Regions from separate parts of the Sus scrofa genome. Here regions 2, 3, 4, 5, 6 and 7 are each linked to region 1. The links are chromatin contacts, called in public Hi-C and HiChIP or PLAC-seq maps. All regions are on one chromosome and are shown on one strand. The core of a region is the stretch at or near the end of the contact, and the rest is flanking DNA. Distances in the headings are between cores, read along the strand shown.

Region 1 (2,626 bases), core at 94-2,593:
ATCCAAGGAAGGATTTCCAAGAGCCCAGACTTTACCACCTTCCCATACACTGAAAAGCAGTAAATTCATTAACTTGACATTTCTGGTTTTCTTTAACACTTAACTTTTTTTTTTTTTTTAAGTGCCACACCCGCAGCATACGGAGGTTCCCAGGCTAGGGGTTATAGCCGCTGGCCTACACCACAACCACAGCAACGACAGACTGAAGCCGCGTCTGCAAGACTACACCACCTCTCAGGGGAATGCAGGACCCTTCACCCACTGAGTGAGGTCAGGGATCAAACCTTTGTCCTCATGGTTCCTAGTCAGATTCGTTTCCGCTGAGCCACGATGGGAACTCCAACACGAATCTTTGGATGCGCCAACTAACTGGATTGTTGTTGTGGCTTTTTTCGTTTTGTTTTTGCAAAACTCCTATACACCCTCGGCTCCTCCTTCACCTCTTGGGAGCAGTCCCTCAGAGAGGCTGTGGCTGGGCTTAAGTCCGCAGTTTTGGTTTTTTGATTGTAAGTTGATTTACAATGTTGTGCCAACTGCTGCTGTACAATAAAGTGAACCATGCATACACACACGCTCTTTTTCTCATATTATCTTCTACCATGTTCTTATCCAAAAGCCTATAGTTCCCTTGTGCTGTACAGTAGGACCTCACCGCTTATCCATTCTAAATGCAATAGTGTGCATCTACCAACCCCAAGTCCTCAGTTTTATCTGCCAAATAAAACATAATTCTCAACTTCTAGGTGATACCTGTTTAGTCAACAGAAAGGATTAGATGCCCGTTTATTAATTCCACAGTAACAGAGCACGTTATCGAGTGGGGTAGAATTTGGGGCAGAAAAATTCTGAGTGTCTCAAGACAGGCCCGTTTTAGCTTTTTTCCCCAACTGCAAGGTGAGGAGAGACAGAGACTAAAAACGAGGGGCCTGGGAACCAGAACATCCCGGCTGTGGAGTGTGCGAGGTGAAGGAAAGTGGGTGTGTTTCTGGAACGGAGCGGGCTCTCCAGAATCCCGGGGCCAGAAGCAGGACGGAGCCTCTCCTGCAGCGGGGCGGTGGGCTCGCGGCCCTCCAGGGGCGGAGACGCCGAGGCAAGGGGGCGCGAGGGGCAGGGATCCGCTCGCGGATTTCCACAGGAAAGCGAAGCCGCAGCCCCTCCCCCTCCCGCCTCGCACGGCGACGCCTGCATTTACTTCGTCTGCTGGACGAAGGCCGGGATTTTAGGATCAGTAGGAGCCTCGGACCCAGATACGGGGGACAGGGTACCGCAAACACCGGTTTAAACAAGAAAGATGAAACTCACGCTCTCGTAGGGTGACCCTCGCTCCGCGGGAACCGCTTCCGGGTCTGCAGGAAACTGCGCAGTGAGCGTGGAGGAGAGAGGCGGGGCGACGTGGAGGCGGGGCCTGGGCTGGGAGGGACGTAGAGACGTAAAAGAGAGCGGACCCGGGCGGGGCCAGATCGGGGGCGGGGCCAGATCGGGGGGCGGGGCTAGGGCTGCACTCTCCCGGTGCCTCTGGTTTTCAGGATTTGAAAGTGCTTGTCTGTTTCTTCTGTGCAACCCTGTTGCTTCCTGCTTATTTTAAGACACTGTTGAAACCACGCAGGATCCGTCACTCTCCCCGGTACAAATCCTTTCTTATGTCCCTCTTCCTGTTTGTGGGAAATAGGCTTCAGCCTCCTAGACTCTCCTTGAGTATCAAAAGTCAGAGTCACATAGTTGCTAATCAGGAAGTAAGGGAATGCAGAAACGAAGGAGGAGCAATCAAGCAACAACGGTGCATGCAGTGATTAAAGCAGGATCCTGGGTGCTCCTGAATTATCTCTGAGTTATTCTATGGGAACTAAACCCACACCTAGGTGGAGGATGTTAATTTTAGGCTGAGCTCAAGATTCCTGGAGCGCCTCCCTATACCTCACAATGAAAGGATGAAAATGCAACCTAACCCTCCCAGAACCCAGGAAGTTAATAAAAAGCTCTAAATGCCCCCGAATTCCAGACCCTGCTGGCTGCCAGTAAATAGGTAGAAGGTCACACTTCCTATTGTTCCAGGGCCTGCTATCCTGGCCTAAGTAAGATAACAGGAAATGAGTTGACTAATCGCTTATCTGGATTCTGTAAAACTGACTGGCACCATAGAAGAATTGATTACACATTGACAGCCCTAGTGACCTATCTCAACTGCAATCTGTCACTCTGCCCAGGAGCCCACGCAGATGCGGACCTCCGGAGCTATTTTAAAATGATTGGTCCACGGAGCGCGGGCTCTCGATATTTTAAAATGATTGGTCCACGGAGCGCGGGCTCTCGATATTTTAAAATGATTGGTCCACGGAGCGCGGGCTCTCGATATTTTAAAATGATTGGTTTGTGACGCACAGGCTTTGTTGTGAACCCCATAAAAGCTGTCCCGATTCCGCACTCGGGGCCGCAGTCCTCTACCCCTGCGTGGTGTACGACTGTGGGCCCCAGCGCGCTTGGAATAAAATCCTCTTGCTGTTTGCATCAAGACCGCTTCTCGTGAGTGATTTGGGGTGTCGCTCTTCGAGCCCGGACGAGGGGATTGTTCTTTTACTGGCCTTTCAACTACCAACCAAGAAGAAGAAAGTCATGCACCTCGCAGCCC
Region 2 (2,626 bases), core at 70-2,569, 460 kb after region 1:
AGGAATGAAGTACAGAATCATGGTACCACATGGATGAACCTTGAAAGCATTATGCTAAGTGAAAGAAGCCAGTTACAAAAACCACCTATCATATGACTGAACATATAAAATACCCAGAATAGGCAAATCTATAGAGACCGAAAGTAAGATAGCGGTTGCTCTAGGATGGGGAGAATGGAAGTTGAATTGATATAAACAGCCGCAATATGATTAAGAAAAAGATAACCAACCTAACATAGAAAATAAATACACAACTTATAAAATGTTTATTCACCCTTAGCATGTGCAAAGATTAAAAGATTGATGAGGTGGTTAGGAAACAGGCACTCTGACAGAATCAGCACCCCACCACCCCCAATCTAAAATAAGGGTAATACTTATGTCCACCATCAATAGCTTTCAGAATATTAAGATCATGTTACTATTATGTTTGAAATAGTCCCTCATTCAAAAAAAAATGTGTATACACTTAATAAAAATTAGCTCTTACTTTTCAGTTGGAGTTCTTGGGGGAGGATGGATAACAGCCGGTAAAATGTATTCATTAATAGAACATTTTTGCACAACAACCTGGAAAAAAAATCAATCCAATTAAAAGTTTTCATTCTCATTGAATGAAAGTTCTACTAATTTCAGTAATTCCAATTCTACTAATTTCTTCACTAGAAAAAGCATGTAAAAATGACTGAATTGGGGAGTTCCCATCGTGGCACAGTGGTTAAGGAATCCAACTAGGAACCCTGAGGTTGCGGGTTCGATCCCTGGCCTCGCTCAGTGGGTTAAGGATCCAGCGTTGCCAGTGAGATGTGGTGTAGGTCACGGAGATGGCTTGCAGCTGGCATTGCTGTGGCTGTGGTGTAGGTAGGCGGCTACAGCTCTGATTAGACCCCTAGCCTGGGAACCTCCATATGCCGCAGGTGCGGCCCTAGAAAAGAAAAAAAGACCAAAAAAAAAAAAAAATTGAATTGAAATAAAGTCTGCACAGAAATTTCTACCAAGAGTTTCTGGCCCTCTATTCCTCCCCATTTGACCACCCTCCACCTCAGTCAGGTCAGAAACAAAACCCCTCCCTCGCTATCAGCTCTATCCTCCCAACAGCGCTCTCACCTTTCTCCCTGGAGGTGTCACCAAACTTTCACCACCAGTCTTTTCCTTTAACAAAATTTGTTTACTCTGGGCCCACAGTGGGACATGCTACCTCCCTGGTACCACCCTGACTTCTCCAAACCCTACGCTGTTCTGGAAAAGCATTCCTGGAAACCACTCCACGGGCTCCCAACTCCCTAAAGGTCGCTTCCTTTTCCCTTAAGGATGTGCGCACCTTTTTTAAGATGGCCGCGCCCACTGTGGTTGTGTAGCTTGGTACGTAGAAGAGACAAAGTGGAAGTGGACATCTTTGGGGTTGCGGCGCCTTTCTGGGTTGAGACCCGGGTCTCCCCGGAGATGGGCTAGAGCACGCGCACTGCCCTGTGCGACATTGCGATTGGCGTTAAGCCGACAAGTTTTGGGGGGCAGGAAAAGTGGTTGTACGGCAGATCTTCCAAGATGGCGGTTCCCACCGCCAGGGCGCTGCCATACTCTGTCACAGTGTCTTTGTCTAAAAGACGTGAAAGCTAAAGGGAATCTTCGTCGATCGAAGGTTGGCGGCCTACAGACTCGAATGCTACGGAAGCTAAACTCGATTTCCGAGGAGGAACAGCTAAGTTTGTGAATCAGCTGGTGCACGAAGGATCTACTTGGGGGGTAGGGTCTCAGTTTCGCGTTCTGGGAGCAGAAGTAGTTTGAGCTTTGCGGAGATACGAGCTTTGAGGTAGGGGAGGGCTACGGGGAGTCGGTGAGAGGAGCGAGCCCTTGTAGGACAGGGGATGCATTCCATGGTTCAGGAAGCGGGATGGTCAGAAATGAGGATGGCCTGCAGAGGGTCAGGATATTGGGAAAGATTGGAGTTGGCGTGGGGTTACTCTTTGTGGGAGAAGTCAGTGGCTGGGTGGCATTGGAGGCAAATCAGTGTTTGCCACGACCTAGGGAGTGGGTCAGTGACTGGGATGCACTTGGGTGAAGAGGTCAGTAACAGGAGCATCTTTGGGGGGAAGATTATTGATTGGGGGTGAATGACAGGACATCAGTGATTGGGTTGTCCCTGTAGGAAGTCAGGAATTGAGGTTTCTTTGAGGGCGTGTCTGAGCCTGAAAAGGTCTTCTGGGGGAAGATCTGCTTTGGAAGCCTTAGAGGGATGTCAGCGATTGGCGAATCCCTGGAGGAAGGTCAGCGACTGGGGAATCCTTGGGGTATAAGTGAGTGATTGAGAGCTCTCTGGAAAATTCACTAATGGGAATGCCCATGGTGGGAGGTAAGTGATTGACACCGCTTTGACTGGCAGTTTGGTGTTTTTTAATGTCCTTGGCTTAGGTGAGTGTTTGGGACATAGGTAGGGGATGCGGGTCAGCGACTGGGGCATCATTCCAGATGGTCAGTGAGTGGGGTGTCCTTGTGGGTAGGTTAGTTCTTGGGGCAGTTTTGTTTCTTGTCTTTGAGGGTCTCCAGTGGTCACTGAGAATCATGGGAATCTGAGTTTGGGTCTGGGTATGCTGATGATAATCTGTTAGAAGTCATGATTTATGTCAGA
Region 3 (2,626 bases), core at 74-2,573, 470 kb before region 1:
ATCTATTCCATTTTACTGCCTCTTTACAAGTCCCTCACCCATCCTCTAAGTCCCCATTGGTTTTCCCTCATTCTTTCCTCCTTTTCAGTTTTCTATTTTTGTCTCAGTCGCTTTCTGTCTCTGCTTCTCCTGATCCGCATCGCCCACGTATTTACCGAGATGGTGACTGAATAAAATGCCCGCCTACTGGAAAAACACATTTTCCAGCGGGGTGGAATTTGGGACCGTAGAACACTGGGCGTCACACGGTGGCCCAGGTCACCTCCCCTTTCGCGGGGTGCGGGGAAGGGTTGACTCCGCAGGGGAGGCCTGCGGGACAGAAGGACCGGCCTGAGGAGCCGCGAGGACAGAGGGGCTGGACGGAGGGTGTCTCAGGAGAGGGCGGGTTCCCGAATCCCAGGACCAGGGCGAGGACGCGGACTCTCCGGGAGCCGGGCGGCTGGAGCTGCCCTCCAGGGGCGGGGCAGAAAGTCTGGGGGTGCGGGGGGGGGCTCCGAACCCACCTCTTGAAAGAGGGGTTTACCCCGGCGCGGGGGGGGGGGGACCCGCAGAGGTAGTGCGGGGTTTTATGAAAAAGAACCCAGCGAAAGAAAGACAGCCTCTACGTGGACCGAAGGCAGAAAAGCCAAGGGCAGGGACCAGCCTCAGAGCGAGTGCACACACCAAAGAAAAGATAACCCGACCAGGAACGGCAACATCTGGATCTACTAGGGGCGGGGGCCCGGGCGCTGGGATCTTAGGCCTGAAGTCACTCCCACACCCTGAGGAGGGAGGAAGGCGCACCGCGAACACACATTTACACAAGAAAGGAGAAACTTACCCCGTCCAGCCGGACCTTCCCTTCACTCCCTGCTGTCCGCGGCTGCTCCCGCTCCTGCTTCCGCTTCCGGAAAAAAGGCGCCTGCCGAGCGCCAGGGGCGGGGCTTCCGGGCGGGGCCTGCGCTGAGCGCTGCGGGCCGGAGGGTCCGGGGCGGGGGTGGCGGGGGAGGAGGGAGACCAGATGTGCGCGGGGGCGAGGGGCCCCGGCGCTGGCCGGGGAGCGCGCTTCTGCGGACTTTGAAACTGCTTTTGTTTGTTTTTCTTTCTTTCTTTCTTTTTTTTCCCCGCCGCACCTGCGGCATATGGAAATTCCCGCTCGGGGGCAGGGCGAATAAGAGCCGCAGCTGCGACCTACACCACAGCTGCGGCCGTGGGAGCCTTCCCCCCGCTGCGCCTGGCGGGCAGCCCAGGCAGCCTCGGAGAACAGCGACTCCCGGGCCCACTGCGCCTGGCCCGGGTCCCGCGCTGCGGCAGAGCCAGCCGGGATCCTTGCCTCGGCGGCGCCGCCGCACAACTCCTGCCACGGCTGCTTTTAAGGTAAAAAACTTCTACTTGTGTGGACCACTGATGTCATGGAATCTAAGACGTTTCCTCCTAAACAAGTTCAAACCGGTTTGAATTAAAAAGCTATTTTGGGAGTTCCTGCTGTGACGCAGTGGGTTGCCGCAGCTGTGGCATAGGTCGCAGCTGTGGCTTGGATTCAGTCCCTGGCTGGGAACTTCCATCTGCCGCGGGTGAGGCCATAAAAAAAAAAAAAAAAAAAAGGCTATTTTGCCAGCAGTTTGCTCACACGTCCTGCTTCTGCGGCTCAAGCAATTCAGCGGTTGGGAACGTTGGTCCAGGTGGCTGCTCTGGGGCAGTGCCTGGCTGTGGGAACATTTTCTGCAATTAGAATTAATATAAGCCTGCTACGGAAACAAGAGCTGGAATTTTCTCTGTATCACAAAGTAGAATGAGAAATATGAAACCCTCCCTGGGTAGAACGGGTTATTTCATGCTGAAACCGTACAAAACAGCTTTTCCTTTCCCCGCCTCATTCAGCCATGGGGTGGGGGGCAAACGCAACAAGCTCTCAGTGCCAGAGACTCAAGAACAAAACCTGGGGTCTGACGCAGGAGAATGAAGCCATCTGATACTTTGTTATTAAACATCGCTTTAAAAATAGCAATAAAGGGGGGGGGCAGTTTCCTGGTGGCACAGCAAGTTAAGGATATCTCATTGTTCCTGCTGTGGCTCTGGTTGTGGCTGTGGCATGGGTTCAATCCCTGGTGGGGAGCGTAGGCACGCTGTGGGCATGGCCAAAAAAAAATAGCAGTGCATTTTAAAAAATTGCTGTGGATTGCAGTGGGTTTTTTTCTAAAGGGTTTTATTTACCTCTTAAGATCACATTTTCCCCGAGTTATATTTCAGCGTCTCTGACGCATATCACTGTATGAGTTTAAGGTTTACAGCATAATGTTCTGACTTCTATGTATTGAAATGATTACTGCAGTAAGTTTAGTGTCCAACATTGCATACAGACACAATAAAAAAGCAAAAAAAAAATTTTTATCTAACTGCATAATTTTTTTAAAATACTTAGGAAAGGCATCTTATTGAAGAAAAGTAAATGCTTGAGAATGAAGATTGTAATATGGATACTTATATAGTATTTTTAATATAATTTTGATTTTAAGACAAAAATATTTTCTTCTGAACAATGAATTAAAAAGAAAAAATGGAAAACGATAATGGAAGAAAGAATTATTTCTTGTTTTCAGAACAGCACAGCTTTTTAAAATTAAAGTATAGCTGATTTACAATGTTG
Region 4 (2,626 bases), core at 38-2,537, 430 kb after region 1:
CAATATGAGAACCACGATCACTCACACACACACACACACACACACACAAAGAGGAGTTCTCATTGTAGCACAGTGGAAACAAATCTGACTAGGAACCATGAGGTTGCAGGTTTGATCTCTGGCCTTGCTTAGTGGGTTAAGGACCTGGCATTGCTGTGAGCTGTGGTGTAGGTGGGCAGCTACAGCTCCAATTTGACCCCTAGCCTGGGAACCTCCATATGCCAAGGTTGCGGCCCTAAAAAGACAAATATGTGTGTACACACACACACACACCACACACACACACACGCACTGGGAAAACAGCAGCCTTTATATATTCGCATATAGAAGCTGAAATGAAATCAGTCAATTTACAATAGAAATCTAATTTAAAAGCTTACTATATTTAAATATGCAAAATCGTTCATCTTCCCCCAAACTTTCTTCATTTCTTTGGATTCAAAAGAATGGGTGATAGAGGGAGCCAAAAGGGAGGAGAAAAATGGGTGCTGGTGAAGAAAGAGACTTGGACCTGAAGCTTTTAAGAAATGTTAACTAACCTTCAAGTCTGTCCCAGCTGCCAAAGTCTGAGCTCAACGTACGCACCTACCAGGACTCCCCAGCCTCCAGACCTTCTGCTGTCCCACCTCTCGGCACAAAAGACGGTGATAACCGCCCCACCGGATTAAGACCAAACCAGACCTGATACACGCGCACGCGGACCTCCTTAACGGTTCTTCGACCTTCGGGCTCCAAATTCTTCGAGACCCTGAACAAGAAGCCGCAATCATTCGACAAGCGCCCCCCGCCCCTCCAACCAGGTGTCAGTCACCTGCAGGGAGAGTGGCCCGTGAAGACCCTGAACGCTGACCTCAGGACAGCTTCATCTGTTCAGACGTTTAATCGTTAACCACCAGAGTCCCCTTTGATGGACCCCAAAGACGCCCCGATCACAACATCCAGCACAGACTCTTCCCTGTTCCTTTCCAAAAAAACGAAAAACCCCAAAAAACCAAAGCCAAAAAACCACCATCCCCAAGCTACCTTCACGGACTCAGAAGAGCCACAACCCACCGAAAGGCCAACAGACCGTCCCCGTCCCCGCCTATTCTACAGACCGACCCTCACACCGACCTGGTTCTCTCCTGAACCTGCAGCGACCTCTTCCGGGCCTAACTTACTTCGCTAAACTTCTTTCACTTCTGGTCCTCTCGCCCAGCCCCCTCTCCCGAGACCAACGGACACGGGTCAACAGCGTTTCTATCGCGTTTCTATGGTGAACGGATTGGGAGTTTCCGGCTTTTCTTTATGAGGTAATATACGCGCGCCGCCGCCGTTGCTTAGGAGCCCTGAGGGGGCCGCCATCTTTGCACACCTGACGTACAGAAAGCCGAGCCAGACTGTCAGGGGCCGTGGCTGGAACTCTCCAGTTTCCCGGCACTTCAGCCCTTCACGGAAAACGGGGAGATTATCAGAGGCTCGAGTTCACACAATACAAACATGACGTGGGGGTAGAGTCGTTTGAATGGACAGGTGTTGCTAGCTGTAAGGGGACTGTGAAGGGCGCAAATTTTTCTAAGACCGAAGCCCACCACGACCAAAAGGGCGCGGCGTACATCCTCAGACGGCTGGGACGTCTCTGCTCGGTCAAAAATTAAAACTACCTCTGGACATCTCCATCACTGGTTAATTTCGAAAAAGAAGGCTCTATAAAAACTATCGTATACGCGACAAAAAAAAAAAAAAAAAAAAAGACGGTGGCGCAGTGTGTCCTTTACGGTTTGCGCCGTTAAACTGGAGCATCATGGGCGCGGCCATCTTGGAGGAAATTGTCCGTACCGCAGAGCAAATGCTTGCTGCGAACTGGCGGGCGAAAGTGTGAGGGGAAGACCCGAGGTTTGAAAAAGTGATAGTACGGGGGATGCAGCGATCACAAAGTGAGCAGAAACAGTGGACGTTGTGAGCCTTTACTCAACCTTGGTCCTCACCCTGCCCAAATGCAAAACATGCTACCTTCTAGCACTGAACTGCCTTGTGCCATTATAGATCAGTCTGCGTTCTTTCCATAAAATTAGTAGTATGTGCAGCTCCTGCTGTGCCGCATGGGGACTGGCCACCTCTTGGGAGTGCGGGGACACAGGTTTGTCCACAACTGCAGCTTAAGATGCAACAGTGGCTGGGATCTGATCCCTGGCTCTCGGACTCCAAATCCCCGGGGGACAGGGAAATGAAAATAAATAAAAATAAAATGAGCAATATGTGCTGGCTTCTTTCACATAGCAGGAATGTTTTTAAAAAGCATCAGCTTTAAAGCGACAGTGGTTCAGACTTTTTTGTTGCTTAGTATCCCAGTGTTGGATACTCCAAAATGAGATGAATCATTCACCAGCTGGTGGACCTTTGAGTGGTTTCCAGTTTTTTGAATACTGCAGATGGCACTAATACGAACAGTCCTGTGCAAAAAATGACCTCAGAGAGCTAGTTTTCTCACAGTCCCCATGCGTCGTCTTCACATCATCAAGAAGTCTTTGCCAGACATTTACAAGCCTACTAACCATTTCTAGCCCTGCTCCCCCTCATATTCTCTTCCTCTCCTTACCCCAGCCCTGTGTGAGAACACTCACTCACGCAGGGGAAACGGGGATCT
Region 5 (2,626 bases), core at 74-2,573, 410 kb after region 1:
CAAGCTAAGGACTGCTGACGCAGAGTTCTCAGGTACAGGGTCTCCTTCAAACGCAAGATAAGGGAGTCATACATGAACCAGGAGCAGCTGCACGATGCCCTGGAGGGATGCACCTGTCACTAGCTGCTAGTCGTTTCCTCTGTTATTCACTCAGAGATGGCTTTGTCATTGCCTGCACCTGATTTTGCTCAGGAACCTACGTCACCTTCCCTAATACAAGTCATGAGGACTAAAGCCTAGGCGCCTCTGTTCTGTGGAACGGAGGGCCTCCTGGTCCCCCACTTTCTTTCTGTAAAAGAGTCTCGTGTGTTTTGTTAGACCCCACAGTCCAGGATTTCCCCGTTGCCCTGCAGCGCTGAACGCGGCAGTGTGAGAGAGAAAAAAAATTTTTAGTCAAGTCCTTGAGGGCAGACTTGAAGGAGAGAATTGTATTTGAATGAACTGGAGAAATGCAGCCCTCAAGCCTGTTTCCCCGCATTCAAAGTCTGATCCTAAGCCAGCCTACAGATTCTCCAGGGGGCCCTGAACCTCCCCAAATAGTGAGCGCGCCAGGCACAAGTCTCTTGACTGAGTCCTATATTAAATGCCACATTAAACTCCAGACATGCCCAAGAAACCAACAAGGACATCCCGCTAACCCGGACTTCAACAGAGTCCCACGTTACATCTGGAACCCAGACCAGACACCGCGTTCAAACTTTCCACCGCTTTTTCAACCACTGAGTCTCTTAAGCAGAGTGATCCAAGTAGACCTCAAATAGTGCCAATCGGACTCTCGGCCGACGATTTCTTCAGACTCTTAATCACTGATTACTAAAGGCTCCATCACAAACGCTCAGGGGCTGAATCTAAATAAAATCCAAACTACGGTCTTTTACACACGCTCAGCTTCATAGAACCCCACAGACCACGAATCCAAGCCCAGAATCCAACTCACCTAATCTCAACCTCTTCAGGTACCACTGGGAGCGACGAAAGGCTGAGCCCACGACCAGAAAACCACTTTCTGTCCGGACGCCCTCCTTTGCGGTCCCTAGAGACGCTGACCACCTGGGACCGGGGAATCCCACGAGAACCTTGGCGCGTTGCCGGGGTTTCCGAGTTCCAACTGCGGGCTCCGCTCTGTGACGTAACACGGCCCCGCCCACATTGACGTTTGGATGGGCGGGGCCATCACGGCTGTGGGGAGAAATCGTTCCTGACCGCCTCAAAGCTTTCACCTCCTGGTTGCGAGGGACAGTCAGCAGTGATGTACTAAATGTAAGATTTCGGAGGCAGATGCCTCTCCAAGGCCAACATGGCTCGTTCAGCCTGCTGGGGAACCAAGAAAGATGGCGACGCCCTTTGTGTACTTCAGATCGGAAGCGCTATGGAGTACCATGGGCGCGGCCATCTTGGAACAAGACTCATGTCTGTACGGCAGAAAAGGGCTCAGATCCTAGGAGACCTGGAAAGATTTTAAAAGGTAGAAGCCGAGACATCACTGGAAAGGCAGCGGCCGCAGAGTTGATAAAAGCAGTGGTCACTAAAAATCTTAGGTTTGGGGAGAGAGCAGTTGTGTGTGGAGTGGGTAAGGTCTTTGGGAAGGAAGCAAGACAGCCACTGAAGAGGTGAAGGCTGAGTTCCTGTTGTGGCTCAGCAGGTTAAGGATCTGGTATCACTGCTGTGGCTCAGGTCGCTGCTGTGGCGCAGGTTCGATCCCTGGCCTGGGAACTTCCGCAGGCCACATGGGTGTAGCAAAAAAAAAAAAAAAAAAAAAAAAAAAAGAAGAAGAAGAAAAAAGAAAAGGCGAAGCCCAGGCAGAGTTGGATAAAAATGCTAATACCCACATGGGAGTGGATACAGAGCAACCTCTAGTGGGCAGGGTGATGAAGTGAAGGTGCAAGTGTATGTCTGGGTTTCCTTCCAAAAATAAATGAAGCTCCTCCATTACAGCCCATATACTAGGCTTAAAATTTCTCCATAGCATTTTTCAGAACTGACATTCTCCTGTTTTACTCAGGAGGCTTCACGAGACTTTACGTTCCATGAAGCCCATGACTTTGCTTGTTTGTTCACTGAAGTCTCTCCAGAGACAAAAGCAGAGCCTGGCAAAATAATGCTCAAAAAACATTTTATTTTTTTTTTTTTTAAGAGCTGAACATCGGCATATGGAAGTTCCCAGGCTAGGGGTCGAATCCGAGATGCATATGAGGGCTAACCCACAAACACAGCAACACTGGATCCGAGCTGCATCCAGCTGGATCCAAAACATTTTTAGGAGTTCCCATTGTGGTGCAGCGGAAACAAATCCAACTAGGAACCATGAGGTTTGATCCCTGGCCTTGTTCAATGGGTTAAGGATCTGGCATTGCTGTGGCTGTGGTGTAGGCTGGTGGCTACAACTCTTATTAGACCCCTAGCCTGTGAACCGCCATATGCCGAGGGTGAGACCCTAAAAAGACAAAAGACAAAAATAAAAAATAAAATAAAAACATTTTTTAAAGGAATGAATTACTCAGCACAGAGCTGGGGATTGAATAGTGCCACAACACTATATGGGATTTTTTTTTTTTTTTTTTTTTTTTTTTTTGCTAAAAGCAGAACTCACCACTTTAAACTGGATTAAATATTAAAATATGCTCCC
Region 6 (2,626 bases), core at 38-2,537, 350 kb after region 1:
TCGCGGCTCAGCGGAAACAAATCTGACTAGCAGCCATGAGGACACAGGTTCAATCCCTGACCTTGCTCAGTGGGTTAAGGATCCAGCGTTGCTGTGACTTTGGCGTAGGCCAGCAGCTACATGCCCAATCCTACCCCTGGACTGGGAATCTCCATATGCTGCGGGGGCGGCCCTAAAAAGATTAAAAAAAAACCTAAGCTCATTTCATACTAATTTGATCACTAGCAATGGCAACTGGAACCACTATAATTAACTATGACTGATTAGTATTGCCATATATCCTGCCAGAAGGCTAGACGAATAAATAAAATAGAGATTCTATTAGCAAGTAAGAAAGTGTGAATGTGTGTCAGGCAAATAAGCAAGTGAACGCTGCTGTATGTTAAGTGGGTGAAGGCAGGCATTAGCAAACGTTTTCTACAAAGGGATAGATAGTATATATTTCTCCTTTGAGGGTTAAGATCTGTCACAAAGGGAGTTCGCCGGTGGCTCAGCGGGTTAAGGATCCTACGTTGTCACTGCTGTGGCTTGGATTCCATCCCTGGCCCAGGAACTTTCCCATGCCGCAGGCACGGCCAAAAAAAACTATAAAAACTTTAAAAAATTTAAAAATCTGTCACAAGGACCCAATTCTGCCTTTGCAGGGCGAAAGCAGACAAAGAGAAACACAAGAGATTGGCTTGGCAGGATTAGTAACTCTCTGCAGTTACTCAACCCCTGAATAAAAAGCGAAAAAACGTCGTTTCAAACTCCTCCGGACTGTAACGTCTTCCCACCCATCCGCCCAGGTTGGAACTTGTCAAACCACCAGTCAGAAATCCTAGGCGTCCATAGCTTCAGCTCTAACAAGCCTCTCTGTACCAGAGACAGTGACTGCACATCTCATCATTAATACGAAACCTGGGACAGACACCCCCATGTGAAAACCATCAACCACGGCACGAATATCACTGAGCCCCGTTCCCGAACCTCAACCTGAACCGTGATCATCATAAATGCCACCTGCATCCTTAACAGAGCGACCTGCAAAGACGCCCAGACCCTGAGAGTGGAGACACAGTCCATGATCTCTGCAAATTCTTAATCGTTTTAACGACCACCGCCCAAGGTACCCCAACCTGACTGACGCGGCAGACGCTCTCCTCGCTCCTCTCAAACACCTTCACCATGGCGCTTTCCCCAAACCCTCCAATAACTCTGTCCACACTACACCACGTCCAACCAGTGGGCGTGACGTCACCTCCTATGGGACAAAAAACACACAAAACTTCACGGGACAAATGCACACACTGACCGGACTTTCTCCCTCCCACGAGAGTCTAAAGGTAACGCTTTCAAGAACAATTTCTACTCCGTCTCCCCAGTGTTTTCGTCCGCCTATGGCGGCCGAAGAGGGTCTGAAGCGTTTGGGGAAACGCGGAAGACCGGATTTCCGGCAGCTCTTAGTGAGGCAATATGTCCGCGCCCAAGTTGCAGAGGACCCAGTGAGCGGCCATGTTGGGACGCCTGACGTACGGAAGGCCAAGGGGTGGGTTTGGGTTCCCAGAGTCAGGGATGGCAGGGAAGGCAAGACGCCGCTGAATTTATCTAATTTCCTGGCACTTCGACTCTTCAGAAATTAGCAGATTTTTAGAGACTCAAGGTTTGTGAAGCAAATGTGGAGTTACCTAAACTTCGTTTTGCGGACTGGGCAGAAAAGGAATATTGCCATGGGCTTTATTTTACAGTGTGTATTTTAAACCGAGAGAGGCAGGTTTGCAATGGACCAAAAGTTCAGCGGTTGGTATAGCAGCAGAGAAGGAACTCCTGGAAAAAGAAAAGGCAATGCATTCAGTAAATGGACATCCCACAGCTCATGGCAATGCCAGATCCTCAACCCATTGAGTGAGGCCAGGGATCGAACCTGCAACCTCATGGTTCCTAGTCAGATTTGTTTCCGCTGCGCCATCACTGGAACTCCAAACCTTTGTATTTCTAAACACAACTTTAAGAAAGTAATGAGTAGCGCCAGAGATTAGGAGAAAATATTTACATATTTAACATCTGATAAAGGACTTATATTCAGCATTTATAAAGAGTTATCAAAATCCAACAATAATAAAACAACTATCCAGTTACTTTTGCTGACCCCGCGAATAACCCATGCCTTTAGATCTTTGTTCTTAAGCTTAAGTCATTTACCATCACCCTGACTGTTTCTCAAGCAGGAAGACGGGACAAAGTAAGGACGGACAAGATGGAGTTTTCAGCAAAGAGGCTAAGAAAATATTATAAAAACATGTCTCGCAACAATCTTGCATTGCTGAGGCTGTGTAGGTTGGCAGCTGTAGCTCCGATTCAACCCCTAGCGTGGGAACTTGCATATGCCATGTGTGCGGCCCTAAAAAACAAACACGCACACAAACAAACAAAAAATCCCTACAACTGCAAAATTATAAACTACCTAGGATTAAAAATAAGTGAGGATGTCTGGGACATACAAGAAAAATAGCACAACAAATCTTGTGGTAAGAATGTAAGATTTTGGATAATAAGAGGATCATAATGTAAACTGAGCATAATTGAATATGTTGTTATTCAAGGACACCCCAGTTTAACGGATACTTTAATGTGGCTGAAATTATCA
Region 7 (2,626 bases), core at 47-2,546, 290 kb after region 1:
ATTCTCAAGACTCCGGGCAGCTACCAAAGACTGAAATCGCTTCCAAAATGATTCCCATGCCAAATGATTTCCTGTGCTGTGGCGCCCAAGCCCCCTCTCTCCCTGTCGCTAGGGACGCTTCTGGTCCGGTGCGTCCTCAGACGGTTTCGGGGTGCTGGAGTTCGGGGCTCGCGCCCACCTCTATGACGTAACGTGACCACGCCCATCTCAGCGATCATGGCGGAAGCGGTACCTATGGAGGCTACGGCTCGGAACAGGAGTTGAAATCACTTTTGGCCACCTCCTCGCCTTTCCCTCCTCATTGTTGATCAGCAGCACTTTGATGAATGATCTTTTAAAGGCTGGACCCTATCCAAGGCCGTGGCGGCGCAGGCCGGAGTCTGTTTCGTCTTTTGGACAAAACGGAGAGATGGCGGCGCCCGCGCGCAGTGATGAGAAAGCATCATGGAGGCGGCCATTTTACAGGAAGTACAGTTCCGTACGGCAGAGAGCAGCCCCAACCCCGCTGCCAAGAGCCAGTGTTAAGACGAGCCGTTGGCCCATCATCGAAGTTTGCAGGAGCCGACACAAGTTGTAAAAGCAGCGACCAGACAGTGTGAAAAAACGCTTGTGACTTTAAGTCCTGGTGAAATTTGGCAATGAAGTAGAGCGGGGACGGGGATGAGTACCGCAAGTCTCAACAGGTCTGTTGGTTACAGACCTATTGAGGGGTGGGGCGATGCTGAGACTCTGACTTTGTGAAGAGCAAGGGCCACAGGCCTGGGAATGTGGCTACCTCTCTAGGGAAAGGGGAGGAGTGAAGCTTCAAATATATGCAAATATTTCCTTAAAAAAATAAGGGGTATTTCAGAGTAATTAAGAGATGGCCATGCTATTAGATTGGCATCATTCTCAAAATAAACACATTTAAGAAACATTAGCCGTCATTTGATGCATCCAAGGGGGTAGTAGAGGATATAATCTATAAGTCCTTTTTATTTTTTGTTTTGTTTTTGTACTTCCTTTCTAGAGGTCAATTTAGAATTATAATTTAAATTTTTCATTCTTGTTGGTCTAGATAGTCCAATGTTAAGAATCTTTGTCAAAAGCAAACTTTCTATATTAACCACAAAAAATTTTGGTGAAATTTTTTAAAACTAGGAATAACCTGAATGTTCAATCAGCAGATGAATAGTACGGTAATTTAAACACATCCTTTCAGCAGAGCAGTCTATAGCCGTCAAAAAGCCAATTAGGGAGTTCCTGTTGTGTGGCTCAGACCCTCACTAGTATCCATGAGAGTGCTGGTTCCATCCCTGGCCTCCCTTGGTGGGTTAGGATCCAGCGTTGCCAAGAGCTGTGGCGTAGGTCACAGACAGACTTGGATCTGGCATGGCTGTGGCTGTGGTGTAGGCTGGCAGCTGCAGCTCTGAATCAGCCCCTAGCCTGGGACCCTCCATATGCTGCCTGTGTGGCTCTAAAGAGGAAAAAAAAAATTTTTTTAATAAATTTCTCCTAGGCAGGAAGCATGTCATAGACAATCATAGAAATAGTCCTGAAATATTCTCTGATTTCAATTTTTTTTTTTTTTTTTTTTGTCTTTTTGCCTTTTCTTGGCCCGCTCCCATGGCATGTGGAGGTTCCCAGGCTAGGGGTCGAATCGGAGCTGTAGCCGCCAGCCTACGCCAGAGCCATAGCAACATGGGATCCGAGCCGCATCTGCGACCTACACCACAGCTCATGGCAACGCCGGATTCTTAACCCACTGAGCAAGGCCAGGGATCGAACCCGCAACCTCATGGTTCCTGGTCGGATTTGTTAACCACTGAGCCACAACGGGAAGTCCTGGTTTCAAATATTATGATGGGTGAGTCCCTCAGTACTTCCGTCTTGGCCCAGATTATATCCTGAAAAGCCCTTCCTTGAGGAGAGGGAAATCTCCTCCGTTCCTACCTAGAGATTACCCTAAATTTCTATCTATTCCTAGATTTTATTTCTCCTCATAGCTTTTATCATTTCCTGGACATTTTAGGATCTACTTACTCTTGTTTTCCTTCACTGGATTGTACGGACCACCATAAAAGCTGTTCCCCTGCCTGTTCACTGATGTTGCCTCGATGTGTGACTCAGTGACTTGCGCAGTGATGGTGCATTAAAATATTCCTGGAGGAGTACATCACCCACAGCCAGGATTTCAACTGAATTCTGGGTTGGCCATAGCATGGCAAATTCCCGTTTCCTTTCCTATGGATGGGACTCACTGTAGCTGGGATCTCACGTCCTCATGGGATCACGGGAAAGAAAAAGGGGTACAGGAGAGAGCGAAGACCCCACTTCGAGGCCAGTAGGAAGAAATGAATTCAACAGAAGTCACCTGTCTCAATGCAGCCGGTCACAGAGGAGCCGGGATCCTTAAACGGCAACTCTTCACAGATGTTAGGCCTGTGGACAAAATTCAGGTTTCATCTCCAAGACATTCCAGAAAGATCTCACCTCCTCCAGCTCTCCACCGTTCTCAAAGACTAAGGCTCTGGTTTTGCTTTGGCTTTATTTATGCTAGGCATCATTGTCCTTGTCTGCTTTGTCTCTTTATCATCAGTTAAAGCTCTCTGACACCAAACAGGTTGCACTGTCAATTCTGGGCTTT

Evidence for each region. Hi-C and Micro-C count contacts between places; a contact is called where the count stands out from the background. HiChIP or PLAC-seq counts read pairs in DNA pulled down with a chosen protein or histone mark.
Region 2: a Hi-C map of liver shows a contact between it and region 1, with 7 times the contacts expected there. The contact joins the promoter of LOC100517161 here to the promoter of LOC110261292 in region 1. A contact is called at or near these places in 1 of 5 promoter capture datasets (liver) and 2 of 47 Hi-C or Micro-C datasets (heart right ventricle and liver).
Region 3: an H3K27ac HiChIP or PLAC-seq map of alveolar macrophages shows a contact between it and region 1. The contact joins the promoter of LOC100624467 here to the promoter of LOC110261292 in region 1. A contact is called at or near these places in 1 of 47 Hi-C or Micro-C datasets (heart right ventricle) and 1 of 2 datasets of contacts at active chromatin or transcription factors (alveolar macrophages).
Region 4: a contact with region 1 is called in a Hi-C map of alveolar macrophages, with 2.8 times the contacts expected there. The contact joins the promoter of ZNF432 here to the promoter of LOC110261292 in region 1. A contact is called at or near these places in 2 of 47 Hi-C or Micro-C datasets (alveolar macrophages and retroperitoneal adipose tissue).
Region 5: a contact with region 1 is called in a Hi-C map of liver, with 5 times the contacts expected there. The contact joins the promoter of ZNF614 here to the promoter of LOC110261292 in region 1. A contact is called at or near these places in 2 of 5 promoter capture datasets (fetal liver and liver) and 3 of 47 Hi-C or Micro-C datasets (heart right ventricle, liver and retroperitoneal adipose tissue).
Region 6: a contact with region 1 is called in a Hi-C map of embryonic fibroblasts, with 1.5 times the contacts expected there. The contact joins the promoter of ZNF615 here to the promoter of LOC110261292 in region 1. A contact is called at or near these places in 2 of 47 Hi-C or Micro-C datasets (embryonic fibroblasts and heart right ventricle).
Region 7: a Hi-C map of liver shows a contact between it and region 1, with 7 times the contacts expected there. The contact joins the promoter of LOC100626048 here to the promoter of LOC110261292 in region 1. A contact is called at or near these places in 3 of 47 Hi-C or Micro-C datasets (epiblast stem cells, heart right ventricle and liver).

What each region holds. Positions count from the first base shown.
Region 1 is chr6:57,723,389-57,726,014 of Sscrofa11.1, forward strand. LOC110261292 (zinc finger protein OZF-like) reads right to left here and starts at 1,344. Exons shown (of 4, transcript XM_021097266.1): 1 at 1,303-1,344.
Region 2 is chr6:58,187,802-58,190,427 of Sscrofa11.1, forward strand. It overlaps LOC100517161 (zinc finger protein 84-like), which reads left to right and starts at 1,320. Exons shown (of 5, transcript XR_002344783.1): 1 at 1,320-1,743. It overlaps LOC100625971 (zinc finger protein 613), which reads right to left and starts at 1,310. Exons shown (of 9, transcript XM_013995152.2): 1 at 1,108-1,310; 2 at 491-570.
Region 3 is chr6:57,257,222-57,259,847 of Sscrofa11.1, forward strand. It overlaps LOC100624467 (zinc finger protein 347), which reads right to left and starts at 1,324. Exons shown (of 4, transcript XM_021097261.1): 1 at 821-1,324. LOC110261368 reads left to right here and starts at 176. Exons shown (of 3, transcript XM_021097569.1): 1 at 176-257; 2 at 770-1,356. The coding sequence starts at 176.
Region 4 is chr6:58,151,404-58,154,029 of Sscrofa11.1, forward strand. It overlaps ZNF432 (zinc finger protein 432), which reads right to left and starts at 1,288. Exons shown (of 5, transcript XM_021094922.1): 1 at 1,161-1,288.
Region 5 is chr6:58,133,620-58,136,245 of Sscrofa11.1, forward strand. It overlaps ZNF614 (zinc finger protein 614), which reads right to left and starts at 1,324. Exons shown (of 3, transcript XM_021097260.1): 1 at 938-1,324.
Region 6 is chr6:58,077,770-58,080,395 of Sscrofa11.1, forward strand. It overlaps ZNF615 (zinc finger protein 615), which reads right to left and starts at 1,288. Exons shown (of 7, transcript XM_005653321.3): 1 at 1,119-1,288. The coding sequence starts at 1,169.
Region 7 is chr6:58,015,966-58,018,591 of Sscrofa11.1, forward strand. It overlaps LOC100626048 (vomeronasal type-1 receptor 4), which reads right to left and starts at 1,297. Exons shown (of 5, transcript XM_013998724.2): 1 at 1-1,297.